2 separate regions of the Capra hircus genome follow, and region 1 is linked to region 2. The links are chromatin contacts, called in public Hi-C maps. All regions are on one chromosome and are shown on one strand. Each heading gives the region's core, a stretch centred on a gene start, on an enhancer-like site or on the middle of the called end of the contact. The rest is flanking DNA. Distances are from core to core; before and after follow the strand shown.

The links. A called contact is a pair of places that touch in the nucleus more often than the background predicts.
Region 1: a contact with region 2 is called in a Hi-C map of blood, with 3 times the contacts expected there. The contact joins two enhancer-like sites. A contact is called at or near these places in 3 of 5 Hi-C or Micro-C datasets (blood and liver).

What each region holds. Positions count from the first base shown.
Region 1 is chr3:97,438,906-97,444,759 of ARS1.2, reverse strand. No RefSeq gene overlaps it. Among named protein-coding and RNA genes, the nearest start is that of SEC22B, 27 kb to the left of the region's middle. Within about 2 kb of position 1,364, at least 3 of the 5 cell types and tissues checked have an H3K27ac peak or open chromatin away from gene starts, as enhancers often do.
Region 2 is chr3:97,198,927-97,205,015 of ARS1.2, reverse strand. NOTCH2 (neurogenic locus notch homolog protein 2) reads left to right here. Exons shown (of 34, transcript XM_018045986.1): 16 at 3,076-3,195; 17 at 3,615-3,767; 18 at 5,984-6,089. Among named protein-coding and RNA genes, the nearest start is that of REG4, 120 kb to the right of the region's middle. Within about 2 kb of position 1,950, at least 1 of the 5 cell types and tissues checked has an H3K27ac peak or open chromatin away from gene starts, as enhancers often do.

The sequences.
Region 1 (5,854 bases), core at 115-2,614, 240 kb before region 2:
CCCACCACCTCTTTGTCTCATCCACACCTAATTCTCTAGCTTTCTCTAATCAGTCAAGTTACCCCTTTACCTTGCCTCATTGGTACCTTCTCTCCAGAACTTTTTGAGTGTGTACCTTATTCCTTTTCATTTCCAACCTACTAAAGTTCTGCTCATCTCAAAGACCCAGCTCTAACACTTCTTTTGTAAAGCCTAACATTCTCACATCCTCCTTCCTACCAGCCTGAGAGAAGTTGTGGCTTCAAACCTCCCATAGCAACATGCTTGTATTTCCAGCATAGAACCTACCAATTAAAAATAGCAGTTTGTGTGTACTTGTCTCCTCGGCTGTATACCATGTGAGTCCCCTAAGGTGAAGACCGATTGATAGTCATGTCTTTGAATCCTTGGCACTTGGTACAGAGACATGTTGGAGGTACTCAACAAATGATTGTAGAATGAGTGCCATTGAATTATGAAAAACATATGCACATGTTTTCTGGAACTAGACTGTTCTTCAAGTCATGTCTATACACATAATTTTAATAGAAGGGGAAAACAACTTGGGGTAAAATGGTATAGGCCTAATAAGGGGAGGCCTTATTAGGAACAAAAGAGACCAACAGGAAGATAAGGAAGAAAGATAGCAAATGAAATTGGTTCTTTAAGGCAGAAACAATTTAAAGATAAAAGGGTGAAGAGTAGGACATGAAATCAAATTAGACTTGAAGTGAAAGCACAAAAGTCAGGGCAGACTTGGTCTGGAAATGTTTCCTGTTGACCTCAGAGCCTATGGTTGCTTTTATGTATAATGGACAATATTAAATGAGCTTTTCATGTCACTTAAGTTCTTACCAATTTGTCATCAGACAAAGTGACTCTAGTTTAGTGATAATTACCTTGACCCAGATGCCATGTAAAGTAAGACCGTATTTACCATGCAAAAAATAAACTGGCTAAAGGGTTAGTTTTGCCCAACCAATAGTGGTTTGCACCCGCCAGACTTCTCTCAGGGATTCCCCCACAAACAGTGTCACAAACAGTGTAGGTAGGCAGTGAAGTTTGATCTACAGTCTAAGGTGGCTCAGTGGTAAAGAATCCTCCTGCCATTGCAGGAGCCCCAGGAGATGCAGGTTCGATCCCTGGGTCAGGAAGATCCCCTGGAGGAAGAAATGAGAACCTATTCCAGTATTCTTGCGTAGAGAATCCCATGAACAGAGGAACCTGGTGGGCTACGGTCCATGGGGTCCCTAAGAACTGGGCATGACTGAGCGGCTGAGAATGCATGCACACACAGTCTGGCTATACTGCAATATTTAAGATGTGTTTGCACAGTCCATTTCTCAGCCCATAACTTGCTGTTTCCAGAAGAGGGCAGCAAAATTCCAATCTGAGGAGTCTTTACCACTTCCTCAAAGTAAAGCAGTATTTCCTTGAGAGGAAAACAACTGTACTGTAAAGAGAACAACAGCCCTTAAAATTAATGATCTTTTACGTGACAGATGAGGGAAATCCCGGTACTATAAAAGCCATAACAAGCAGTCACTCATTTCAAATAATACTTTCATTCTCCGTAATCTCTGAAGAAAATAATTGGGGCTGTTTCTTTAATCTCATTTTAACGATTTGACCTGTGTAACCAGAACCCATCCCCTCATCCATCCCCAGCCAGTTTTTCCATTTAACCCCAGATTTTCACATCTCACATTGCACTGGTTTTTAAATAAAAATGATTTTAATAGAAAAGTAAGATGTTCAGTCCTGATTCTTTCCATTTAAGATGTCTGGCTAAGTCCAAAGAATGATTTCCAAAGGTGTCCAAATATGTGTCATGGAGTTTGTGCCATTTGGAGCAAATGTTAGCTGTATCATCTGTTTCTGTTCTTATTATTTCAGTTTGTTTTAAAATATCCTTGTGCTTTTAGACCTTCTAAGGACTCAGCAGCTAACGTTTAAACTGACCTTTTTTGTTGTTGTTTTTGAATTGTTCTTAATAGCATATATGGTACTCTCATACTTGTTTTCACGTTGATAGCCACGGTCACCGTTTTACAGATAAATTTTCTCATCTGTAAGCAGAATAGCTGCTCTTTGCTTAGAAAGTGCAGGAAGGTGCCTCAGATGACAAGACAGCCCAACGGGTGGCTATTTTCCCTTTTTCTAATAAATGATAGAAGAGCTGATTCAGAATCTGATGCTTTTTTGGTCTGCTCTACTACAATCAGAGATGAGGTAGAAAGACTTTCGGTTACAGTTTTTCATTTTCTTCTGCTTTTGTTGGTTCATGTCTGGCTCTGCACTTTTGAAAAAAATGATCTGTTTCTCGCTCTACCCCCATTTTGCCACCTCCAAGTCAGAGTCTTCTTTCCATTCCAGCTAAACCTCTTCCTGTTCTTAAGAATTGCATCACATTCTTGGCTTACTGTAGACCAACACCCCCACACTGGCACCAGGGAGTGTATGGGCCTTCTTTATTGGTTGAAAGTTCTTGCCTGGTGAGCACACAATATGTCGCTCACTTCCTGACTTCCACTCCTGGCTGAATTTGTCTCTTGGAAAAAAATACATACTTCTCAGACTTTTGTTTGTTTTTAATTCCCCTCTACTTTTTCCATGTCCTTGGAATGAGCAAGATTTTCCCAAGTAGAAGCCATATTGAAGGCCTTTTGAAGTAAAGCATGTGTGTGTCTCAATGAATGAGATGTCTACCTTGTTGTTCCTAATTCTTCACTTTACCCTCACTTTCAACCCAGTTTAATCAGCATTGGCTCCCACGGTGTTGAAGAATAGAAAGGGCTTTCACTAAACACAGTAATCTCCCCCCACCCCCCAATATTACCAAAACCAAAGGATAGATCCATCTCTATCTTACTTGACTATGCCCAGCTTCTGATGCGATTGACCTCCTTGACAGACTCATCATCTTCCTGTGGTCTCCACACAGTTATTATTTTCCTGCTGTAATCATGGCTTGTCAATATCCTTTGCAAGTTCCTCTTTCTCTAGAGTTAGTGTTCCTTAAGACCCATCCTATGTCAGCCTCTTTCCTTTACACTTTCTCTGAGAAGTCACATCCCCTCTCATGGCTTTTGTTGAGATCTCTATGCCAATGACTTCCAAATCTCTACTTCTCCTAACTCCAGACTCAACTGCCTTCGAGAATCTCTCTACCTGGAAATTCCTGAAACCATATTAGCACACTCCCTTCAAACTATTCCCCCTCTGCTACTGCTGCTGCTAAGTCACTTCAGTCATGTCCGACTCTGTGAGACCCCACAGACGGCAGGCAGCCCACCAGGCTCCCCTGTCCCTGGGATTCTCCAGGCAAGAACACTGGAGTGGGTTGCCATTTCCTTCCCCAATGCATGAAAGTGAAAAGTGAAAGTGAAGTCGCTCAGTCATGCCGGACTCTTAGTAACCCCATGGACTGCAGCCCACCAGGCTCCTTCCTCCATGGGATTTTCCAGGCAAGAGTACATCTAAATATGTGTCACAATATCCACCCAGATGCTCTAGCCAGAAACCTAGGGTGCATCCTTGATTACTCTTGCTCACCCTCCACGTTCCGTCAATAACCAAGTCCAGTAAAATCTAATCCTTTGGATTTACCCACTCACCTTTATCCCTATCTGGCCTAAGTGATCACCTCTGGATTTCTGCAATTCTTTGCTAGTTTCTTGCCTCTAGTTTTTCTCCCCTTGGATCATTTTTACCAGTCACCAGAAAGTTTTTAATAAATGTAATTCTGATAAATTCACCTCCTTTGTTTAAAATCATTTACTTGCTTCCCACTGTCCTTAGGCTAGAGCTCCAACTCCTTAGCATGGCTTATAAGCTCTTCATGATCGGCAACCTGCCTACCTGCCATCTGTGCTCCACTCCCACTGGATTCCAGTGTTTCAAATACGTACCGCTTCCTCTTGTTTCTTGACCTTCACAAATACTCTCCTTTGCCTGGAATGCTGTATCAGAACCTCAAACATACCTAGTCTAAATTCTACCCCCACATTGTCATTTCTCTGATTCCTCAGTCATAATTGAATTTGGACACAATTCTAAATTAACTCTTGAATTAAAACCCAAATTAATCTTATCCCAGCTGATATATTTCTTATTTCTCTGAAAAATACCATCCAAGGATATGTTCTAATGAAAAATGTATTTGAACTAATTAACTTAGATCAGGATTGACTTTTACCATAACTGAATATAAACTGGAACATATTTTTTAAATTACTGGGATGTTTCCTTGATTATTATTCATCATGACATTCTGTCTTTGGAATTTTTTGTTCATTTCCAGTTGGCTTCTACTGCTCTCCTGTCTTACCTCTCAGCCCTTCCCCTCTGGTTAGCCTATACTTGCCCTTCGTTGGATCCAGTTTGCATGCAGTGGTAGCTGCTGTGGGGCTGCGGTTAAATAGAACTGCTCAGACTGCAACAGGAAAGCACTGAATCGAAAGCAAGGGAGAGGAAGCACAAACCGATACCCACCACAAAGCTGCTGAGTGCCCAGCATGACCCAAGCCGCACCCTCTGATGGGGAGTCTTGTGGAGGAGTAAGAAGCCACAGAGTTTAATAAATCATCAGCACAGCCTGCTCTCCACTTCCCGTGATCCAGCCTTCCTGGGTTACATGGATGTCACCAAGTTCTGGCCTAGGAAAGTGGGTGATGGCAGAATAGCCACCAGAGAAGTAGGGGGTAGGGGAAAGCCCCTCAGATGAATGGCTGTGGACCATTTATCTCAAACTGTCCATAGGGTCCAGCTCTGTAAGCAGAAAGAGCCCTGGTATATGAGTGTTTCAAAGGGGCTGTCTATTTGAGTGATTTCCAGATGTAGGTTCCCATGTTCCCTGAAATATCTTTCCTACCTGCCTTAAAAGCTGCTTAAGTACTGGCCAGTACTATTTTATTTTATAGCTGAAGATAAGGCCCTTGTGAGACGCAATCAGAGAGCTTTAAATTCATGTCAAGGTATAAATGACTATTTTCAGATTCTCTCCTGACTTCGATGGAGGGAGAAAGAGAAGGGAAGGAGGAGAGAGCATCACAGATGTATTCCCCCTACTTTATGAATTAGCCCATGCCTGCCCTGGTTATTTATATTTGTTGCCTTTGCTATCAAAGGAGACACTATGGAGAGGGAAATGGCAACCCACTCCAGTACTCTTGCCTGGGAAATCCCATGGACAGAGGAGCCTGGCAGGCTACGGTCCATGGGGTCACAAAAGAGTCACATATGACTTAGTGACTATCCCACAACAGCAACCCTGTGGTAGCCAGCCTCCAGGGAGACCCTCAGTGATCCTTGCCTCTGTGTATACCCCAGGTAGTCTCCCCGCACCGAATCAGAGCTGACCTGTGTGGCCAGTTAGTGAAGACAACTATATACAACTTCTGAGGATAGGTCGTAAAAGTCTCTGTGGCATCTGCCTTGTTCTCTGGGCTCACCTTTCTGGGGAAGTTAGCTGTCATGCCATGAGGACATTCAGGCTGCTCTGCCAAGAGGACCACATGAGCGTAAGGGAGGCCTCCCACCAGTGGCCAGCACCATGTGGCTTGCTAGCCATGTGACTGGGCTACCTTTAATTCTCCATCCCCAATCAAGCTTTCAAATGATTGCAGTCAGTATCTGGATAAAACTCATCAAAATAAAAAAAACTCCTGAGCCCCCCAAAACCCCAGATAAACCCACTGAAACTATAAGAAAATAAATGTCTATTGTTTTATTTTTTAAAAAAAGGAAACGCTAATTGTTCAGCAGCCAGAGTTCTAGGGAAGGAGATGGAAAGTGTGGAGAAATGTGTAGTAACTAGATCTAGCTTTTAAACACTGGTGAGGTTGGGAACTGCTTGAAATTGCAGAGTCTCACA
Region 2 (6,089 bases), core at 701-3,200:
TTCCCAAGCAGAGATTAGATCTTTGGCCCCCTGCAGTGGAAGTGTGGAGTCTTAACCACTGGGCTGCCAGGAAAGTCCCTGTCCTCATTTCTTTTCATTCTTTTTTCTTTGCTCTGTTTCACCACAGAGATTTCCACCGTCCTGTCTTCCAGGTCACTTATCCCTTTTTCTGCCTCAGCTCTTCTGATGGTGATTCCTTCTAGTGTATTTTTCATCTCAGTCCTTGTGTTCCTCTCTATTTGTGTGTTCCTTAGTTCTCCCAGGTCTTTGTTGAACATTTCTTGTATCTTCTTGATCTGTGCCTCCATTCTTTTTCTGAGATCTTGGATCATCTTTACTATCATTATTCTGGTTTCTTTTTCAGGTAGATTGCCTAACTCCTCTTTATTTAGTTGTTCTTTTAGATTTTTATTTTGCTCTTCCATCTGCTAGATGTTTCTTTGTCTTTTTATTTTGTCAGACTTACTGTGTTTGTGGTCTCTTTTCTGCAGGTAGCAGGATCATAATTCCTCTTGCTTCTGGTGTCTGCCCCCCATTGGGTTAGGTTGGTCCAGAAGCTTGTGCTGTTATCCCCTTGAAAGGGAGTTTGATTGATGTTGTGACTAGAGCCTGCACTGGATATTGAGCAGGGCCTCCCCTTGCTCTGTGGTTGTCACTGCCCTGTTAGAGACAGGATCTGCTCTCTATTTGTTGGAGTAGAAGCCCCTAGATCTGTTTCTTAGCTGTGCTTCTGATTTGTGGTATGAGGATTGGAGCATTTCCACTGGAGAGAAGCCACTGAGTATTCTTTCTCTGGGGCTGTTCACCTGTGAATGTGCTCTGTTGTGTCCCTTTTTGCCTGTTGTATGGGCTCACAAAGTACAGTATTCTTGGCACTGCACTCTGCCCAGGTAGGAGGGTGCTGGGTAGGGATTGGAACATGGGTACCCTTCAGGTGGCGATAGGGGTGAGCTGGTCACATAGTTTGAGGAGGGGGAACAGAGGAGGCAGTGACAGGGATGTGCAAGCCAGCTCTGCTAGGAGCCCTCCCTAGTGCTTTGGAGGCAGGGGTTGGTGTATGAGGAGAGAGCCTAAAATGGCAACCCCACCCCTTGTGCATTACTCAAAAATGGAGCTTCATTTCTGTGGTTGTCCAGGCTTCCTCCACGAGCATTCTCAGTTGCAGAGTTCTGCAACCCCAGCCTCTCAGGTTGTCTCCTCACAGCCATGTTTTGCCAAAAGTTAAAATTTCACCTTAGGTTCAAAACATTTGTTAACAAAAGAAACCACTCATTATACACAAATAAATAATTTCAATAACTAATAGAGAATTACCTATCTTACTTTTAATAAACAATCATTAAAAGAAAAGAAAAGTAGAACAGTAAAGAAAAGTAACAGTCCATATATCACCAAATTGGGTTTGACTGATATCCAGACTCAGACAGTGCTGGGAAGTCCTGTGTGACAGCAGTCTGGAGCCCCAGTTGGGAAAAGGTCCCGGGCAGCGCATCTGCTCCATAGGTGAGACTTCAGAATTGTAGGTTGGGGGTTCCTGCTTTTAATCCCAGGCCACAAACTGATATTGTCATCAGTCTGAGAGCAGATTGCAGCTCTGGTTTAATCTTTTTTTTTTTTTTTTTACGGTGCCATTTGTTTTGTCTTGTAAATCTTGGAATGTTAGTAAGCCCCTGGTATGGTTGGCCAGACCCCCTCCAGGGGCTCAACAATTCTAGGACCTGCCCCCTTCTCATCTGTGGTGCCATGCAACTCGCACTCACCGCAGGAAGGTAGTCCAGGCAGTGTCCAGGAAGGTCAGAAGCGAGGTCAGAAGCCTGCTCGAACAAGACAAGACTACTTCCATTTAATTTCCCTAACAAACCAACAGCAGGCCCCTCCCCGGATCTGCTCTCCAAAGCCCGCATTCCAGCACCCAGCATCCATGCTCACTGGCAAACACCTGTCTCAGGCTGGGGCGTGCAGGGCCGGGGCATGGACCATCTGTGTCGGTCTCACTCTGTCCTGCCTGTCACAGACCAGCTACTGGACTATCCTCTGAACCCCCAGGCTCCCCTCTGCTCCAGCTCATCTCCCTGCTGATAAGAGGCCTTCCCCAGATGCAGGGACCTCTCCATACCTTCAGCTCCCCATGAGGGGTGCAGGTACCATCCTGCTTCCTCTCCTCTTCCTTTGCCTTCTTTTTTTCACCCTACCCATTATGTGGGGATCTTTCTTGACCTTTTAGGTGTCCAAGATGCTCTGCTAGTGTTCAGCAGGTGCTGTGTGGGAACTGCTTCACGTGTAGGTGTATTCTTGATACATTTGTGGGGAGAGAGAAACTCCATGTCCTCCTACTCCTCCACCATCTTGGAAAAAGCCCATCTCCCTTTTAATAAAAGTATTCTTTTAATTTTTTTCTGGAATCTCATATTCAGTATACTAAGGTAGGAAATGTTGGTGGGCAACTATTAATGTCATGTTTTGATGTTGAAATAAGGAGAGATGTTACCAGACAATTGGTATAACTTCACTGGTTTCCACCTCTGATGGCCTTCTGATCAACCCCATTGCCTTCTGGAACAGGCCTACAGAGGTTTAAGAATAGGAGGCTGTGTTGTTAACTCTGCAAGGTGGATCTATGTTGCTAAGCTCCAGCTGAATCTTAGCTATGAAGATGCAAAAACTCTCACACCCGATTGATGTCAGTTTCTAAATCCACAGAACCACTTGTGATAATAACGTGAAGATAACAGGAGCCCAGCAGTTGTTGAGCACTTACTCCCTGTGCTGGGCCCTATGCTAATAAGAACTTTGTAAACATTTTTTCATTTAATCCACAAAAAGCCTCTATGACTTACATACCATCCTAATTCCTATCTTGTTTATGTAGAAGCTCAGAGAATGTAACTTGCCTGAGATCACACCGTGAGTTATCACATCAGATCCAAGACACAAAGGTCCGTAGGTCTCTCAGATCCCGAAACTAATTCATTACATTAGATCTGAATTCGGAAAGCATCCTTTGGTGTAGAATTTGGGGAAATCTCAGTTCCTTGGACTTTTTCTCTATAATAAACTCTGTCATTTGATTTACAGGCAAGAACTGTCAGACTGTATTGGCTCCCTGTTCCCCAAACCCTTGTGAGAATGCTGGTGTTTGCAAAGAGGCACCAAATTTTGAGAGTTACTCCTGTCTGTGTGCTCCTGGCTGGCAAGGTAACAGCGTCGGAATGTAGAAACCAAGAGCATTTAACAGAGTGATCTGGTTATTTGATGACATGGAGAATCTGTCTTTTGAGGCTTGCCCTTTTTTGTCAAGAACACAGGCCTTGTATAAAAGCCGAAGCTGCTAACAAATGTTTTAGACTTTCCATTTTACGTGTCTTTGCTGCCCCCTGGTGGCTAGAAGACTCCAACCAGAGTCTGAAACTATGATGTTCTATGTAGAATTTTAGCATCTGGGTGGCAACTTGTTGGGGGAACAGAAACCTGAAGGGACTTCCCAAAGCAGGAGGCCAAACAGCATATCCTTGCAGTAGCCCCACCCACCCCAGCTAAAGCTCAGCCCCCATATAAATTTCTGCGTGGGAATCGATTTCCAAAGACTGGACTGTTCATTGCCCCTTTGTTTGCAGGTCAGCGGTGTACCATCGACATTGATGAGTGTGTCTCCAAGCCCTGCATGAACCACGGTCTCTGCCATAACACCCAGGGCAGCTACATGTGCGAATGTCCTCCAGGCTTCAGCGGCATGGACTGTGAGGAGGACATTGATGACTGCCTTGCCAGTGAGTGCACCAGCCTGCTCCTGAGCCCCTAGGGGAGAGCAGAGCCAAAGGGCAGAGGAGGACCTGGCGAGGCACTTGCCTCGGTGCTGAGGCTGCCCATCCGACAGTGTATCACCTGTCTTTAATTTTCGTATTTTAAAAATCTTCATTTTGAAGCTAGTGGCTTTAGGAGTTAATACACGGGAGTCGCTTTTAAGCATTGCCTTACTAATTTTTGTACATTGTCAAAGTGGGGACAATGCTATGAAAGCTTCTAATAAAAAGCAGATCTCTTGAGGTATAATTAAGTATACAACACACTGCCAGTATTTAAATGAACCAGTCCAGTAAGTTTTGACATATGACAACTCAAAACAATATTTAAGATACTGATCACATTCATCCCCCTGAATGTATTTCATCTCTTGTAACTTAACCCTCCTTTCTACTTTCCTGTCTCAGACAACTAGGGATCTACCTCTGTCACTTTAGATTTGTGTGAATTTTTTTACGATTTTATTTTTCTCTGAGAGCTCTACTTGGCACTGTACATCTTAGGGGAATCTTTTCATTCTGACTGGTATGAATGTGAACTGTGCTCAGCCTAGTATAAACTTTAGGGATTGTTCTGCCTACTTCTTTCTAGTGGTTCTTTACCCAGCTTCAGCAGTTTCAGCACATGAATGTGATGTACCTATCAGTACAGGCATCTCTCAATATCTGAGGGTATTGGTTCTAGGACCCCCTGTGGATACTAAAATCTGCAGATGCTCAAGTCCCTTATATAAAATAGTGTAGTATTTGCATATAACCTATGCACATCCTCTTGTATACTTTAAATCATTTCTTAATTACTTGTAATACCTAATGCAATGTAAGTGCTATGTAAATATTTGCTGGTACATGGCAAATTCAAGTTTAGCCTTTTGGAACTTTCTGGGATTTAAAAAAATTTTTTTTCTGTCCTTGGTTGGTTGAATCCATGATTGTGGAACACATGAAAATGGGGGGCCGCTTGTATTCAGTTACTTGTGTGGTGATTAAATCATTAAACTTCAAACGAGCTTATGATAGTGCATCCAGAATAATGGCATCTTATTCACAGCATATATCATTTCAGATTATCATATGGATGGCACTATACTAGGAGCTGACAGTGCCAATATAAATAAAAGCTTACATTTATGAAACTCATAATCTCTCAGGAAATAAAGACAGTTAGACAGATAATTCCGACATTATAAGACTAATGGTGAAAAAAACATGTTCAGGGTACAACTGATGGAGAAATTTAAGGGAGTGGGATCAAACTATTTGGATTCCTTTCCCACATTAATTAGTATATCAATCAAATTTCTACTATTTAAACATTTTTTCCTATTTGAAGTAGGACTAACAATATTTGCAACTAGTTTAAAATTACTCAGTGAATTACTGTGAGTTGCTTGAAAGGTGCTATGGAAGTTACAGTAGCTGTGTAGTATTATGTATAAGAAAGAATAATATGACTTCTAGAGTTGTTCCAGTAGAGACTGCAAATGAGCCTTAGAATGAAATTAGCCTAATAGATGACTAAGGTATAAATAGCTCTCTTATAAAATAAGGGCTGCATTACCCACCTGGTGTTTAGTTTTCTCTTTATGTTTATGACCTGTCTTTAATTGTATTTCAAGTTCCTTAAGACCAGGAGCCACGTCTTACTTTTCTTGCTCCAATTCGGGTGTCGTCTGTGTTGCAGAGGACTGTGCTCTGATAATAGCTCAAAATTTCTTGATTAACTGCTGTGGCTGTAAAGTGTTCTATAAGATCAAACGACGTGATGTTTAAAATTTAAAAATGCTCGTTTCCTAGTTGTATGTAAATCTAAAAAACAACAAACAAAAACAAGAAAGGAGAGAGGGAAGAAAGGAAGAGAGGAAGGGAGAAGAAAAGGTTGACCAGCACAAGGGGACTAATTGATATCTATCCCATCCCTGGTTTTATGAGTATTAATTTTGCAAAACAGTGATGCATGTAAAGTTCTTTCCAGCTATTAAACAGACTCTTACTAAGAATCTCAGGCAGGTGTTACTACATTCATTCTTGTAAATGGAGGAGTCAGGGCAAAATAGATGTGAAGAAAAGTCAGAATTGTTACTGTTGTTAGTGTGGCTCAGTTCAGGCTACTCACCTGTATGACTCTAAGGTTAAATGGATGCTGCTGTTCAGAGTTCTAATTCTTGTGTGCAATGGCTTAGATCCTTGCCAGAATGGAGGTTCCTGTGTAGATGGAGTGAATACTTTCTCCTGCCTGTGCCTTCTGGGCTTCACTGGGGATAAATGTCAGACAGACATGAATGAGTG